Linked DNA regions of Mus musculus: all the other regions are linked to region 2. A link is a contact called in public HiChIP or PLAC-seq and promoter capture Hi-C data. All regions are on one chromosome and are shown on one strand. The core of a region is the stretch at or near the end of the contact, and the rest is flanking DNA. Distances in the headings are between cores, read along the strand shown. Region 1 holds the start of Unc119 (unc-119 lipid binding chaperone). Region 2 holds the start of Poldip2 (polymerase (DNA-directed), delta interacting protein 2). Region 3 overlaps Foxn1 (forkhead box N1). Region 4 overlaps 2610507B11Rik (RIKEN cDNA 2610507B11 gene). Region 5 holds the start of Ccnq (cyclin Q).

What was found. Promoter capture Hi-C pulls out the DNA fragments that hold promoters and counts their contacts. HiChIP or PLAC-seq counts read pairs in DNA pulled down with a chosen protein or histone mark.
Region 1: a promoter capture Hi-C map of the SN4741 cell line shows a contact between it and region 2, with 4 times the contacts expected there. The contact joins the promoter of Unc119 here to the promoter of Poldip2 in region 2. A contact is called at or near these places in 8 of 39 promoter capture datasets (the 3T3-L1 cell line, the HPC-7 cell line, HPC-7-derived erythroid cells and 3 more), 1 of 15 datasets of contacts at CTCF or cohesin (the NIH/3T3 cell line), 16 of 484 Hi-C or Micro-C datasets (the AML12 cell line, the Ba/F3 cell line, the C2C12 cell line and 8 more), 11 of 115 datasets of contacts at active chromatin or transcription factors (the SCID.adh cell line, bone marrow-derived macrophages, embryonic stem cells and 2 more) and 5 of 9 other capture datasets (adipose tissue, embryonic stem cells, liver and 2 more).
Region 3: a FOXA1 HiChIP or PLAC-seq map of pancreatic cancer cells shows a contact between it and region 2. The contact joins the enhancer-like site here to the promoter of Poldip2 in region 2. A contact is called at or near these places in 4 of 39 promoter capture datasets (the 3T3-L1 cell line, the HPC-7 cell line and embryonic stem cells), 1 of 15 datasets of contacts at CTCF or cohesin (the NIH/3T3 cell line), 16 of 484 Hi-C or Micro-C datasets (the AML12 cell line, the Ba/F3 cell line, the C2C12 cell line and 7 more), 10 of 115 datasets of contacts at active chromatin or transcription factors (the SCID.adh cell line, bone marrow-derived macrophages, embryonic stem cells and 1 more) and 1 of 9 other capture datasets (adipose tissue).
Region 4: an H3K4me3 HiChIP or PLAC-seq map of bone marrow-derived macrophages shows a contact between it and region 2, with 2.8 times the contacts expected there. The contact joins the enhancer-like site here to the promoter of Poldip2 in region 2. A contact is called at or near these places in 1 of 39 promoter capture datasets (liver), 3 of 484 Hi-C or Micro-C datasets (embryonic stem cells and natural killer cells), 1 of 115 datasets of contacts at active chromatin or transcription factors (bone marrow-derived macrophages) and 2 of 9 other capture datasets (adipose tissue and pancreatic islet).
Region 5: an H3K4me3 HiChIP or PLAC-seq map of embryonic stem cells shows a contact between it and region 2, with 19 read pairs. The contact joins the promoter of Ccnq here to the promoter of Poldip2 in region 2. A contact is called at or near these places in 1 of 39 promoter capture datasets (macrophages), 7 of 115 datasets of contacts at active chromatin or transcription factors (the SCID.adh cell line, bone marrow-derived macrophages, embryonic stem cells and 1 more) and 4 of 9 other capture datasets (adipose tissue, liver, macrophages and 1 more).

What each region holds. Positions count from the first base shown.
Region 1 is chr11:78,342,067-78,344,766 of GRCm38.p6, reverse strand. It overlaps Unc119 (unc-119 lipid binding chaperone), which reads right to left and starts at 1,272. Exons shown (of 5, transcript NM_011676.3): 1 at 981-1,272. The coding sequence starts at 1,200. It overlaps Pigs (phosphatidylinositol glycan anchor biosynthesis, class S), which reads right to left. Exons shown (of 12, transcript NM_201406.1): 12 at 1,991-2,700.
Region 2 is chr11:78,511,030-78,513,729 of GRCm38.p6, reverse strand. Poldip2 (polymerase (DNA-directed), delta interacting protein 2) reads right to left here and starts at 1,434. Exons shown (of 11, transcript NM_026389.3): 1 at 1,258-1,434. The coding sequence starts at 1,418. Tmem199 (transmembrane protein 199) reads left to right here and starts at 1,562. Exons shown (of 6, transcript NM_199199.3): 1 at 1,562-1,833. The coding sequence starts at 1,623.
Region 3 is chr11:78,358,857-78,361,556 of GRCm38.p6, reverse strand. Foxn1 (forkhead box N1) reads left to right here. Exons shown (of 9, transcript NM_008238.2): 7 at 1-131; 8 at 289-780; 9 at 2,487-2,700. Among named protein-coding and RNA genes, the nearest start is that of Gm30367, 12 kb to the left of the region's middle. Within about 2 kb of position 1,311, at least 141 of the 459 cell types and tissues checked have an H3K27ac peak or open chromatin away from gene starts, as enhancers often do. A contact at or near this core is called in the Ba/F3 cell line, the C2C12 cell line, the G1E-ER4 cell line and 7 more, where this site is marked.
Region 4 is chr11:78,266,694-78,269,393 of GRCm38.p6, reverse strand. It overlaps 2610507B11Rik (RIKEN cDNA 2610507B11 gene), which reads right to left. Exons shown (of 39, transcript NM_001002004.2): 9 at 2,675-2,700; 10 at 2,391-2,458; 11 at 2,152-2,297; 12 at 1,177-1,295; 13 at 905-1,068; 14 at 497-755. Among named protein-coding and RNA genes, the nearest start is that of 2610507B11Rik, 6.3 kb to the right of the region's middle. Within about 2 kb of position 1,368, at least 2 of the 459 cell types and tissues checked have an H3K27ac peak or open chromatin away from gene starts, as enhancers often do. A contact at or near this core is called in bone marrow-derived macrophages, where this site is marked.
Region 5 is chr11:78,750,431-78,753,130 of GRCm38.p6, reverse strand. Ccnq (cyclin Q) reads left to right here and starts at 1,402. Exons shown (of 1, transcript NM_197989.1): 1 at 1,402-2,625. The coding sequence starts at 1,469. The coding sequence ends at 2,221.

The sequences.
Region 1 (2,700 bases), core at 23-2,522, 170 kb after region 2:
AGTCCTTGTGCACTGTCTGTAGCGGTGCCTGCCTTGGCCCTGAACGATCACTTATCTGCCTGCAGGCAGCCACTCTGAACAGTCCTATGTAGCTTCCAACACTGTTGATAAAGGAACCCTGTTGACAGCGTGCACAGCATGCCAAACATTGTCCAAAATCAGAAGACTGGCTTTATTTTTCACAATAACCTTGAGGGAGGTAACATTGTTCTTGTTCCCATTTTACAGATGGGAAAAAAAAAAAAAAAAAAAAAAAAAAGCAAACATGCTCCTGCAAATGAAATTACATCCCCAAGGTCACACAGCCAATTTCCGGGCAAACTCTGGGACTCTAATCCAGGTAGCACAGCTCAGAAACTCAGTTTCAGTGGAGACTAGCCTTCCCTTGATGAGAGAGCCCTGGAAAAAGAACAAGTCCTGACTTGGGGGGAGGGGGGTCACGCACTTGCTTCCATCACAGGGCCCACAGCCAACAGACGGAAGCACCCGTATCAGCAATGTTCCTGGGCAGAGTATGGCCTCAGCCTTCCTCGGGGAAGCAGAGTGAGGGCTATAACGGTCGGTCAGGGAGCCTGAAGGTTTTCCTTGCCTCCACCTAGCCTGATGTGGCCACTGAAGACAGCCTGCAATGAGGCACACTCCTCTGTGCGAGCACCCTCAAAGGGTTCCGAAGACTCCACTGGGGAAAGGGTTACAGATGCAGCTGCTGCCCCACCTCCACCATGGGAAAAGGGGTGGGCCCCTTGAAAAAGAAGGAGTGGGGTGAAAAGAAGCCACTTCAAGGAGAGGAGGGGGCGCATCAAGAGACCAAGGGAAAGAGCACAGAGATTTCAGGCTTGGAGGCAAAGAGAGAGAGAGTAAGGGGATACAGAGGAGGGGCACTGCGTGGGGGAGGGGTGGGGGCTGGACTCTGAGCCTCGTGGGCCCCCTCCCGCGCTCTCCCTCCAGCCCGCGGGTGGCGCTCCCTCGCCGGTGCTCACCACCCGTGATCCGCTGCAGCCCCAGCACATCCTCCGGCCCGATGGGCTGCTTGCCCTGCAGCGGCCCCAGCCTGGGCCCCGGGCCTGGCTCCGGCTCCGACTCGGACCCGGACTCAGCTTCCGCCCCAGGCTCCCGCGTGGGCTCCGCGCTCCGGTTCGAGGCCCCTGGAACGGGCTCCGCCCCCGACCCGGTCCCGCCGCCGCCTTTCTTCACCTTCATGGCCTCGCGGGGCCGCAGATCCTCGCCCGCTGCCACCGCCGCCGCTGCTTGCGCCGGCTGGAGCCAGGGGAAGGGGGAGCGTCCGCCGCCCCACCCCCGGCCGGGCCCCAGGTGCCGTCCCGCCTTGGTCACGCCCACGGGAGGCGGGTCACACATACCCCGCCCACCGCCTGGCGTCTCCAGCGGGGGAGCCAGAATCCTGGGGGTCCTTGTGAACTTTTTGACAATGTAGATTCTTTTTGACAATGTAGTTACCGAATACCTCTCCTCTTTCTCTCCTGGGTTCCAACCTCAAGGTCTTTCCCTGATACCTTTGTCCTGACTTCAGCCCAGGTCTCAACCCACCCAGTTCTAAAGTACTTCTTCTCAATTTCCAGCTAACCAGCCCTTTTTTTTTTGTAATACATTAAGTGAAATTCTTGCTTGTTCCCTGACCCTTCCTCCTCAAAGGTCAGCTCTATGAAAGCAGAGATGCTCTATACACTGTTCCTCGTAACACCCTAGCACTACCACACAGCTCCTTGCAGCCAGTACCCACCCAGTATTTTCCTTTGTTGAATTGAGTTGCTATCCCAGGGCTGTCACTGGCTCAAGCTACTCCCCACTAGAACTCCTGCTAAAAGCTGCTTCAGGCACCCTACAATCCGCAGGCACCCTACAACATGCAGGCAGCACAGCCCAGGTGTCGAGCCGTCCCCAGGATGCTCAGGACGGGAGGCAGGAAGAACACATGGTGAGCTAGAACAGGTCAGTCTGCTTCTCACACAAGAACGAGTTATGGTCATCCATATCAACTCATATTCAACCAACGTTTAATAACAGTCTAATGTATGTTTTTAAAGAGCCCAATATACAGAACACTTTTACAGGCTTATCACATTTAATCCAGCCCCTTTCTGAGGGTGACATCATCAGTGCTTTCCCACCAATGGAAACCTGAGGCTCAGGTGAGGAGCGAGGAGCGGCTTAGCTGATGCTCTCTAGTCTGTTAAGTGCAGAAGCCGGAGTCTGATTCAGGCCTGTTGGGTTCCAAGTCAGAAATGTTTTCTCCTGTTCCACACTACCTCTCTGAAAGGGTAGAGGGGAACCTTAGCCACAAGGTAGAAGATCCTAAGCCACTGCCTCCTAGACCAGGCTGTCCCCAGTGGGTGACGCCAGTCAAGAAGCTGAGGAAGGAGGGAGGTGGTCTCAGAAGTGGAGAGGACAGGGCTACAATTCAACTCAAGTACTCCCCTAAATTCACCTCTCAGTGCGTTTGTATGCTGTGCTGACAGGCTGCAAGGACAAAGTACCCCTGTCCAGAGGTAGGCACACAAAGGCTTTCAAGTTCGAGCCAGATATGGAGATCAGGAAGGGTACCTTCTGAGGCTTGTAGGCATGGAGGAGCAAGCCAGTGGACTAGGAGGGGAAGGGAGCCCATCGTGGAGTGCCATCCGTAGAGAGCCCACGGGCGAGAGTGAAGACATGTCATCACCAGCAGACCTTGCCTTGGTCTCTTGG
Region 2 (2,700 bases), core at 185-2,684:
TCCCAGTCTTCCAGGGTTTTGTGTGACTACTCCAAACTTACTTCCTTCTATCTTTACTTAGCATTTCCAAAGTCATTCTTATTCTTGCATATCCTGTTTCAATGCACACCTTCACCCACCCTCCGGGTCTTCCCCCCCCCCCACATGTTAACCATCCTTCCAACTTTGCATTTCAGTTCCTGGTATGCATGCCTTGAGTCCATTAAGGACCTGAGAGACATGCCTAGTGTGTAAGAGGTGCTCAAAAAGCATTTGTTCTGAGGCAAGCAGTTCTTCTGTCTCTACTTTTACCCACTGCTGCTTGGCAGTATACTCACTAAGCCTGGCATTTGCTACTTGGAAGAATTGTTCTGAACCAAAAATGGTTCCACACATCGGTAATCCCAGGGCTCTTAAGGCTAAGGCTGGAAAATAACAGGTTCTGGGCCCATCTGGCTACACAGCATGATTCTCCCAATCCTACACATTCAACTGTGCTGTAAATTCTAAGTCTTTACCCTGACCTCAGGACCTAGCATTTCTAGATTCTCAAAGGTACCCCACACAGTACACTTAGCACTGCCGTGTCTCCACCCAGTGTCTTTTCACATTTACTTGTCTTAAATAGCAAATACCTCCCTTAACCACTATCAGGTCATTTCCATCAACTTATCCTTTTAAATAGGATTAATTTTGCTATGGATCCATCAAAGCACTGTAATGTTACTTTGGAAATGTTAACTTCATAGCCAACTTTTCAATCCTGTCTGATCCCTACAAGGCTTTGTTTACACCGCCCCCCCCCCCCCGAGCCTCAACCCCTATTTCCCAAGTCACATGGGCAAAATCAGTCTCCCCAAGGTCACATGGAAACAGGACCCACAAAGGTAGACACTTAAATCGACTTGTTTCCCACAGAATAGCATATTTCTGAGAGTCACTGACCCAAAAGGGCCCGGGGATCCCTGTAGTTGTATTAAATGGCAGCCCACTCCAGGTGCCGGGGACCCCAGCCTGGGAGGCAGGATTCGCCTAAGAAGCGTTACTTGTTCTCCCTCGGAGCTGCCCTGCACTGCCAGGGCCCTGGGCAGTGCTCCCTTCTTTGCTCTTGGCACATGTCCCAAGCAGCCCGTGTCGGCTCTCTCCTCGGGACCCTTTCTCAGGTGGCACTCCGGCTGCCCAAACAGAGTCAGGCCTCCTGGCTTCCTTAGTAGCTAGGTAGAAAACGCTCCCTAGATTCTGGGCCCGGCTCCCTGGCCCCCTCTCTCCGTCCCTCACCGGGACGACAGATGCCTTCGGGTCGTCGCTGTGGCCACCGGCGGAAGGCCCCCTGCTCCACCGACCGCACACAGTGGCCTCGACCCTCGGGTCGTGGCCAGCGACCGAGACCACCAGCGGCTGCCCACTGCTAGGGCCCGTCGGGCCACACAACCAGCCATGTCCCGCCCGAGCGCCCGCTCGGCTGCTGACACAGGGCCCGACCCGCGGCGGGGCGCCGTCCCGCCCCCGCCCCACACTGCCCCGCGCCTAAGCCCCTCCCCTCGGGCCCGCCCCCCGCGGCCGCGTGGGCTCCTCCAGCTACATCCGGCGCCTGTGAGCGGAAGTCCGAGTTTGGGATCACCTGATCAGAGCGTGAGGCAGAAATGGCGTCTTCCTTGCTTGCCGGCGAACGACTGGTTCGCGCTTTGGGTCCTGGCGGAGAACTGGAACGGGAGCAGCTCCCCCGGAAGCTGCGTGCCCAGCTCGAGGCTGCTCTGGGAAAGAAACACGCGGGCAGTGATAATGCCACGGGACCCCGGCGCCTGGTTTCATTCCGTCTCATCCGAGATCTGCATCAGCACCTGAGAGAAAGAAGTGAGCGGTCCCCATTCAAGAGTCGCCGCGTTCTTTTCAGATCTAATCCCTTCTGAGGCGTATTTTCCCCCCATCACTCTCGAGTGCCTACCGAGTTCTCATATATCCAGTCCAAAAGCCTTCTCATAAACCCCAGGTTTACTACTTCCATCTTAACTTCCGTGAAAATTCTTAGTGTGTTACAAAACGTATTTTCAGATTTTGTTGAGTCCTCTTTTAGTGCCACCTAAGTCCATGTGAATTTTTTTAGGAAGTCGAGATTGTAGCCCAGTACTATCTGACAGGTTGAGTTTCTCCATTTGAGGGCCATATATCAATAGTGAGCATATCGTGTTTGGAAAAAGTGATTTTTTTTCCTTCCATCTCAAAGGTAAAGGTGCAAGCCCCAGTTTAGGGGTGAGGGTAGGGAAACGGTAACAACAACAAAAACTATTGAAAGATCTGGATTGAGTCGCATGTAGTTCTAGACATTGTAAAGAAGTCATTTCTCCTTTTCAGACCTATTTACTTATGTTAAGGTAGGGAATAGGGTAAACTGGCATGTAACTTACCTTGCCAGAGTTAACATATCCTGGCCAGAAGTGCAAAGGGTAGATGATCAACTATTTAGACTTAAGAGAATCTTAGAAAAAGATCCTCTAATACAGTGTCCGCTGAGTGTTTAGCATCACAACCCAATCCTGACTAGGACAGATCTATTATTTTCACAGAAATAACCTACCATTGGTAGTGGTGAGGTAGGGTTGGTAACGAAGACTGACAGTTAAAGTCCACTCTATGACACTAAAAAATACTTAGGTGGAATTGTCCTAAATCTTTCCTAGTTGAAAGTTATCTTGAGTAAAATGAAAAATAATTGAATAAACA
Region 3 (2,700 bases), core at 62-2,561, 150 kb after region 2:
ATCCGGAAGTTCCTCTCGAAAGGGCTGTCTGTGGGCCCTCAATCCTTCCAAAATCGACAAGATGCAGGAAGAACTGCAGAAGTGGAAGAGGAAAGACCCCATTGCTGTGCGCAAAAGCATGGCCAAACCAGGTGAGGCTGTCAGGCCTGTGTGAGAAAGGCCAAGGGACCTGGGTACCAGAATGAAGAAGAGCAGAGCCTGGGGAGAGAGGGATACAGGGAGGGGGGTCTGGGCTGGGAGGCTACAAAGGAGAGAGGCCTCATGGTGTTTTCTTTTGGGCCTTTGCAGAAGAGCTGGACAGCCTCATTGGAGACAAAAGGGAAAAACTGGGCTCTCCGCTGCTGGGCTGTCCACCCCCTGGGCTGGCAGGCCCAGGTCCCATCCGGCCCATGGCACCATCAGCTGGTCTTTCCCAGCCTCTGCACCCAATGCATCCAGCTCCAGGCCCCATGCCTGGCAAGAACCCCCTGCAGGACCTACTGGGTGGCCATGCTCCCTCCTGCTATGGGCAGACCTACCCACACCTTTCCCCCAGCCTGGCCCCTTCTGGACACCAGCAGCCATTGTTCCCACAGCCAGATGGGCATCTTGAGCTGCAGGCCCAGCCAGGCACCCCCCAGGACTCACCTCTACCTGCCCACACACCACCCAGCCACGGTGCCAAGCTGATGGCTGAGCCTTCCTCAGCCAGGACCATGCACGATACTCTACTGCCAGATGGAGACCTTGGGACTGACCTGGATGCTATCAACCCTTCTCTCACTGACTTCGACTTCCAGGGTGAGCTGGGAGCTGGGAGCTGGGAAGGGTGGGACAGGACTAGAGAGGTGCTCTTGGCTGCGTGGCCTAGCCTCTTCATGTCTCTAGGCTGCCACCTGCTGGCTCCTGAGTTTCTTGTCACCTGAGGCGGATGACTAGGAATGTTAAATTCGCATTTGCTCCCTGCCCTCCAGATCATGAGCTAAAAGGCTCTTTCCCCCATCTCCCCCCTCCTGGTACTCTGATCATGTACCAGATGGCTTCATCATCAAACCGCTCATCTGACAAAGCTGGGAAAAGCCGGAAGTTCCATTGGTGTACTTGACTGTGAGGGACTGGGAGGCTAAACGTTCCAAAATCATTTGCGTTTTATCAGAATTTAGCTTTCACTTCAGGAGACAGACTTTCTATGGAATGGAAGACCTCAGAGCTAAGCATGTCCTAGAGAGATTTGAGGGTACAAGCCCAGAGAGGTGAATCTTTACATTCTCCTCCATCTTGCCCGCTCCATCCTACAGGCAGCCAAGCCCCACCCTCTACCCTTCTAAGCCCCGCCCCTTCCCGTTTGAACTGTAGTGTACCGAGCAAGCCTTTTTGGAGGAGGCTGTTGATCTATACCTTAGACTGTTAGAAATAAACTTCACATAGACCTTCATTCCAGACCTGCTGCGGCTGCAGAGAACAGGCGGCTGCAGAGGAGGCTATGTGGACGTGGGATACTATAAATTCTATCAGAAGGCTAGAGATGTGGGTAGGGGGTAAAGCGTTTGCCTAGCATGCACCAATCCTTAGTTAGGGTCAATACCCCAGCATCACAAAACCCTTAATTAATACCCACTCAAGCTCCTACTGAGTACCAGGCATCTTGCAAACAGCTTTACATATGTTCTTCCCATCTGGACCTAGCAAACAATACTATACAGAGAGATACATCCACTCAAGGTCGCTGGGCCAGAAAGAAGGAGTTGAACCCAGGTGGCCAAGAGCAGCCAGCGTTGTCAGGTCTCTTTCTCCACCCTGCGGTGATGATGTTCCAGGCAGCGACTCCAGTCACTGGCCTGCCACGCGGCAGGTCACACGACCCTAGGAGGAACTCAGTGACAGCACTGTTTGTTCCTCAGAGTCAAGTGTCCTTTCTGGTTCTATCCCTGTACCTTGGGTCCTGTGAGGGGGCGGGGAGGAGGGTCTAGGGAGCCAGACCTGTGTACCTCATCAAGTTCGGTGGTGCACTGTGGGAAGACTGTAGGCGGCAAATCAACCTTTGGGAACCAAGGCAGAAGCCTGAGTGAAGAGGTTCAGGGGGGCCTCTAGGCCGCTTCCAAGAAGAGCTTTGCAACAACCTTCAAATGGGCAAATCCTTAACCTTAATCTAGTACCCTGTTCTTCTCGAAGAGGCCCAGAGGTTACCTGCAACTATGGCAGTGGTTCTCAACCTCTGGGTCGCGACCCCGATGGAAAGTCTGATGACCCTTTCATAGGGGTCGCCTGCATCTATGGCTTTTACACCGTGCTACCTTGGAGCTCGGAGCTGGACTCTGAGGCTCAGGAAAAAAAAAAAAAAGTTCAGTGATTACTTGAGGTCCCAGAGTGGATGCCAAGATAGGCTTCCAGTCCGCATCACCAGACTCCTGTTCTCTGAGGCTTCTGAGGTACTTGGGTGGGAGACAGACTGGGCTTAACTCTCTATGGCCTGCCAATGATGAGGCTTCTTCCCTCTCCCCGACTAGGAAATCTGTGGGAGCAGCTGAAGGATGACAGCTTGGCCCTGGACCCCCTCGTATTGGTGACCTCGTCGCCGACGTCATCCTCCATGTTGCCACCCCCACCAGCAGCCCATTGCTTCCCCCCAGGGCCTTGTCTGGCAGAAACAGGCAATGAGGCAGGTGAACTGGCACCTCCAGGCAGCGGCGGCTCCGGTGCTCTGGGAGACATGCACCTCAG
Region 4 (2,700 bases), core at 119-2,618, 240 kb after region 2:
TCCTAAGTGATTCCTAGTATGTTAGGAAAACTTTCTCTTCTCTTACCTAACTAGACCTGGCAAAGTCAATGAACTTTCTCAGTGTCTAGAATTATCCATACATCATTTACTCTCCAGAACTATACACAAGAAAATAAAAAGCTGGTTGCATGCCTTTAATTCCAGCATGGGGAGGCAGAGTCAGGAGAATCTGAGTTTGAGGCCAGCCTGGTCTACTTCAGTTCTAGAACAGCCAGAGCTACACAAAGAAACACTGTCTTGAGAAAAAAAAATCAAAAGACACACCACACAGGCCTCATCCTCTGATCACGCCAAGGTTAAGTTTTTCCCATTGTGTCTTTTTTAAATACTTCCTTCTTCAATAGACACTAAGAAGTAGAACAAAGTTTGTCATCCAAGCCTTTCTAACGTTTTGTCCCTCTAACAAGGAGGCTACCCAGATAATAAGCTTCCTTAATGAAAAGAAGAATTTCAGCAGACTTCTTGTTCCACTTACCAACCAGTGCGGAAAGAGTGAACAGGTTCATGTCTTCCACCTTCAAGTCGACCTTCCACAGTAAGGTCACAGACTCCCCAAGTGACGACTTCCTAGAGACAGCTGACCTTTCAGATTGTGGAATCACCAAGGAGAGGACTCGAGACAGACACTGGGCACAGATGTCTGATATTTCTACCTGAAGTCCTCGAATAGTACAGTCAAGAAAAAGAGTATTGGACTGGGTGCTGGACAAGCCCAGGGGCTGGTTATAACTTCCCTAGAAAAGAAAGGAAACCCACTGAAACCATGCCGATGCAGTTAGGAGACCCTGATGCAGCCCCCACACCAAGGGCACACTCCAGCCTCAGATGCGTGTCAGGACAGGGCACTCCGTGGGCCCTGACTCACCACACAGCACCCACCTACCTGTAGTGTGAAGGAATCCAGAACAAGTGCTTCGCCCCAAACATGCATATTAGGTGGATGTGGTGCCCGCTGAATGTGGGAGTCACTGCCCACACGCCAGCAGAGATGATCTACAGTTAGCACTGCTCGCTGATGGATACTTTGTGGCCGGAGGTGCTGGTAGTCTGAAATACATGGTAAGGAGGTAGTCAATTAAGGCACCGTGGCCATGAAACAGGCATAGCTATAACCAAAGGGCAAATCCTCATTCCCTTCCCATCCCTGAGCCTTACCCAGGGAGATGGAATTGAACCCCAAAGCAAACGGTGGTGTATCTCCAAGCTGAATGGAAATGCTGACATTGGAGACTGAGGTGCTGAAGATAATGGGAGCCAGGATCTGAGGGAAGGTTCTACACAGGGATAAGACTGACATCATTATAATAGCCACTTCCTGTCAAGGAACAGAGTTCTCAAAACTGCTGACAGTTTAGTTTTGGGCCTGGCCACAGCTACAAAGTAAAAAGTGAAGTCCTTCAGATTGCTGTTCCTCCCAATGGTATTCTGAAGGAACAGCAGAAAGATATGAAGACAAAGTTTAAAAAAAAAAAACCAAAATTGTCCGGCAGTGGTGGCACATGCCTTTAATCCCAGCACTCAGGAGGCAGAGGCAGGCCAATTTCTGAGTTTCAGGCCAGCCTGGTCTACAGAGTGAGTTCTAGGACAGCCAGGGCTACACAGAGAAACACAGAGAATTTTTATGTCTGGAAAAAAAAAAAAAAGACAAAATTACAAAATGTACACATTGACAGCCAAATATAATGAATAGGGCAGCATCACATGGTTCATCCTAGTCACAAGAAGCATCCCTTACAAATCACTTTCTGTGTGCAGAGCAACACACACACACACTCTATACAGCTCACAGCCCAGCTCACAGCCCAGCTCACAGCCCAGGGCAGGTGAGATGCTGTTTCTCACCCCAGTCCACTTCTCTTATGTAAGTAAGGCACTGTGCTAGGTACCGAGGATGAAAACATAAAAATGACATCCTCCTCAAAGAAACAGAAAAAAAAAAAAAAAAGAAAAAAAAAGGTATCTTCATACCAACAAAGGATATCATCCCTGTAACAGGAAAGATATATCTACAACAGGTTTGCTTCTGAAATGAAGATGTACAGAACTCAGACAATTAAATCTATAGTTAACACAAGGCGTCACTTTAAGGCTAAAAAGAGTATACCTGGTGAGAGGTAACTTAAGACTCACCTTTTCTTTCTTTGTTTAAGATCAGGTGAACTGGCTCCTTGGGTCTCCAGTGCTAGCATAAGGAGCCAGTGAGAGAACTCCTGGTGTCGGTAATGAATGATACAGGTGTTCAGAACTAGAGAAGCTGAGAGGTCGATGGTGGTCACCTGGGAATGAGAAGACCCCAAGTATGGGTTTTATTCCCAGAACTGGCCCATGCAGCAACATGAAGAGAGCAGACATAGGTTCTTGGCAGCTACCTGCACATTAGCCTTGAGGGAGTTGAGGCAGACAATTCGTTGGCGACTCTGGGACAGCAACAACCCATCTGTAAGAAGCCAAAGAACAGATGAGGGGAAGCCACAAAGTATAACTAGGAAAAGGGCAAGTGCGGGCAAAAGATGAGAACACTGCCATCAACACTTTGAGTCAGGGATATCTCATCTTCTCTCCTTCCACCCACAGTGATATTAAACCCAGTAGGGCACTAACACAGAACGCCTGGTCCTCCCATCTCTTAGTACCAGTAACCCCTTCCATGAACCTTCCAATAGGAGTTCAGTGCTCATC
Region 5 (2,700 bases), core at 153-2,652, 240 kb before region 2:
GGAAACAGTTTCGTTTTCCCTCTCAAGTTATACCACCACTGTTGATGTGTTTTCAATAAGATCCTCTGACATAGTAAAAAAAAAAAAAAAAAAAAAATCATACTGAAGTGGGCAGGGCATTTAGTTCACGAGTAATGTGCTGGATTCTATCTGTCCCCAGAACTACCAACATAGTGTCTTCCACAGCATGTGAAAGCTCACACCTTTAATCCCAGCACTTGTCAGGCAGATCTCTGTGAGGCCAGCCTGATCTATATAACAGGTTTCAGGTCTGCCTGGGCTATATAGTGAGAAACAGTCTCCAAAAACAAAACAAACAAAAAATAAATAAAATTTGAGAATGTAGTCTTAATCGGTAACATTTAAAGAGGAAGATAACCGTGTGCTACAAGTGGCCAAATGAGAAATGTAGAAGTTGTGGGGTACTGCTTTTCTTGGGGGCTAAAGAACGCTAAGATTGAGAAATCCATGTCTGGTACATCGTCTAATGCATATACCTCTCTTTGGAATCCCTATGGCTTAGGGTGTTTTTTCCCACTTTACAAAAGTCTTAATTCATACAGATATATAAAGACATAAATGAAAATGAAAGATTCCTCAAAACAAATTAGTAATAGCTAAAGGTCATGAGCTGGGTGATGGTAGCAGGATGGGGGGGGGGGTGGGGGGGTGGGCAGCAGTGCATGTCTTTAATCCTAAGAGACAGGTAGATCTCCTGATTTGGAGACCAGCCTGGTCTGCAGATCAAGTTCCAGGACAGCCAAGGCTACAATAGAAAACCCCTGTCCTGATGTCCTGATGTATCTATCTTCCTTCCTTCCTTCCTTCCTTCCTTTCTTTCTTTCTTTCTTTCTTTCTTTCTTTCTTTCTTTCTTTCTTTCCTTCCTTCCTTTCTTTTTCAATTAAAACAAAATATCGCTGAGTGTGGTGTTGCACACCTGGGATAAGAGGATCAAGAGTACAAGGCCAGTCTGGGTTAAATGTAGAAAACCTGACTCAGAAAAATAATCATCAAAGCCAAACTTATGGAGCATATTTGATCTGCCTACATCACTCGTTCATTTTTCACAAGAGCTCCATGAGGAGGGGACAGCCAACCACCCCAACTTGCACCTAAGGAATGAGATGTAGAGGATCAACCAAAGCCCCCAGGGTCACAGAGGCAAATGCCAGGGTGAGAGTTGACTCTCATCCTTTCCATAGCCTGGATTCTCAGGAACAGTGAAAAAGCCCCTTAAATCAAAAGTAGTATCTTCTCAGATGTCTTAAAAATAGCACTCCTCGTCTCCACCAAGCTGCTCCTGAGTGCCTATCTTTTAATATAGGAGGAAAAGCCGAGCAGGGTGGGCGTGGCGGCAGGACGGGTGGGGGCGTGGCCGCTTGACGGCACGCCCCCTCCGCGAGGACCCCCGGAGCCGGCCTCGGCGCGCCGGAGCGTTTCTCCTTCCGGGGCGGCCTGCTGGGCCTCATGGAGGCTGTTCGGCCAGACAGCTGCGAAAGCGGGCCGGCGGCGCCGCGAGCCGAGGAGAGGCCGGCTCCCGAGGCGAGGGTGCACTTCCGAGTAACCCGGTTTATCATGGAGGCAGGCGTCAAGCTAGGCATGCAGTCCATCCCCATCGCCACCGCTTGCACCATTTACCATAAGTTCTTCTGCGAGATCAACCTGGACGCATATGACCTCTACCTGGTCGCCATGTCTTCCATTTACTTGGCCGGCAAAGTGGAGGAGCAACACTTGCGTACTCGTGACATCATCAACGTGTCGCACAGGTACTTTAACCCGGGCAGTGAGCCATTGGAGCTGGATTCCCGCTTCTGGGAGCTACGAGACAGCATTGTACAATGTGAGCTTCTTATGCTACGAGTTCTGCGCTTCCAAGTCTCTTTCCAGCATCCACACAAGTACCTGCTGCACTACTTGATTTCCCTCAAGAACTGGCTGAATCGTTACAGCTGGCAACGAACCCCCATCTCAGTTACAGCTTGGGCTCTGCTACGAGATAGCTACCACGGGGGGCTATGCCTCCGCTTCCAGGCTCAGCACCTAGCCGTGGCTGTGCTCTACCTGGCCCTGCAGGTCTATGGAGTCGAGGTGCCTGCAGAGGGTGAGGCCGAGAAGCCTTGGTGGCAGGTATTTAGTGATGACCTTACCAAGCCAATCATTGACAATATTGTGTCTGATCTCATTCAGATTTATACTATGGATACAGAGATCCCCTAAGGCCCTGGCCGAGGCCGGACCTAAGACCAGGATGATCGGAGGCCTGGGGTATCGTTCCACCAAGTTGCTGTGATGGCGTGTCTCCACTCGGAGGACTGGTTGTGCTGGCAGAGGATGTCATTGGTGACTGCAATGACATGCTGTCATTTTGTCCCCAGCAGCCCTTGTTCAAATAATGCTAAGAGCTTCCATGTGGGCAGGACATATAGAGCTTTCTAGAATTGGCTGCATCAGCTTTTGCCCTTTGAGAAGATGCTGCATTTGAGGCATGGACCATTGCAGGTCGCCAACAGGAAAGTTAAAGAATAGAACTGCACCCTTAGGGGAAGTATGAATGTGTAACATAGAATCTTATTTTGTATAATAAAAATTATGCAAATAAAATATAGGAAAGGTTTAACGCACCAGAGTCTGCCTTATGGTATTTCTAAGTTACAGTAGGAGAGATACTGGAAACTGATCAATATTGGGGAAATGGT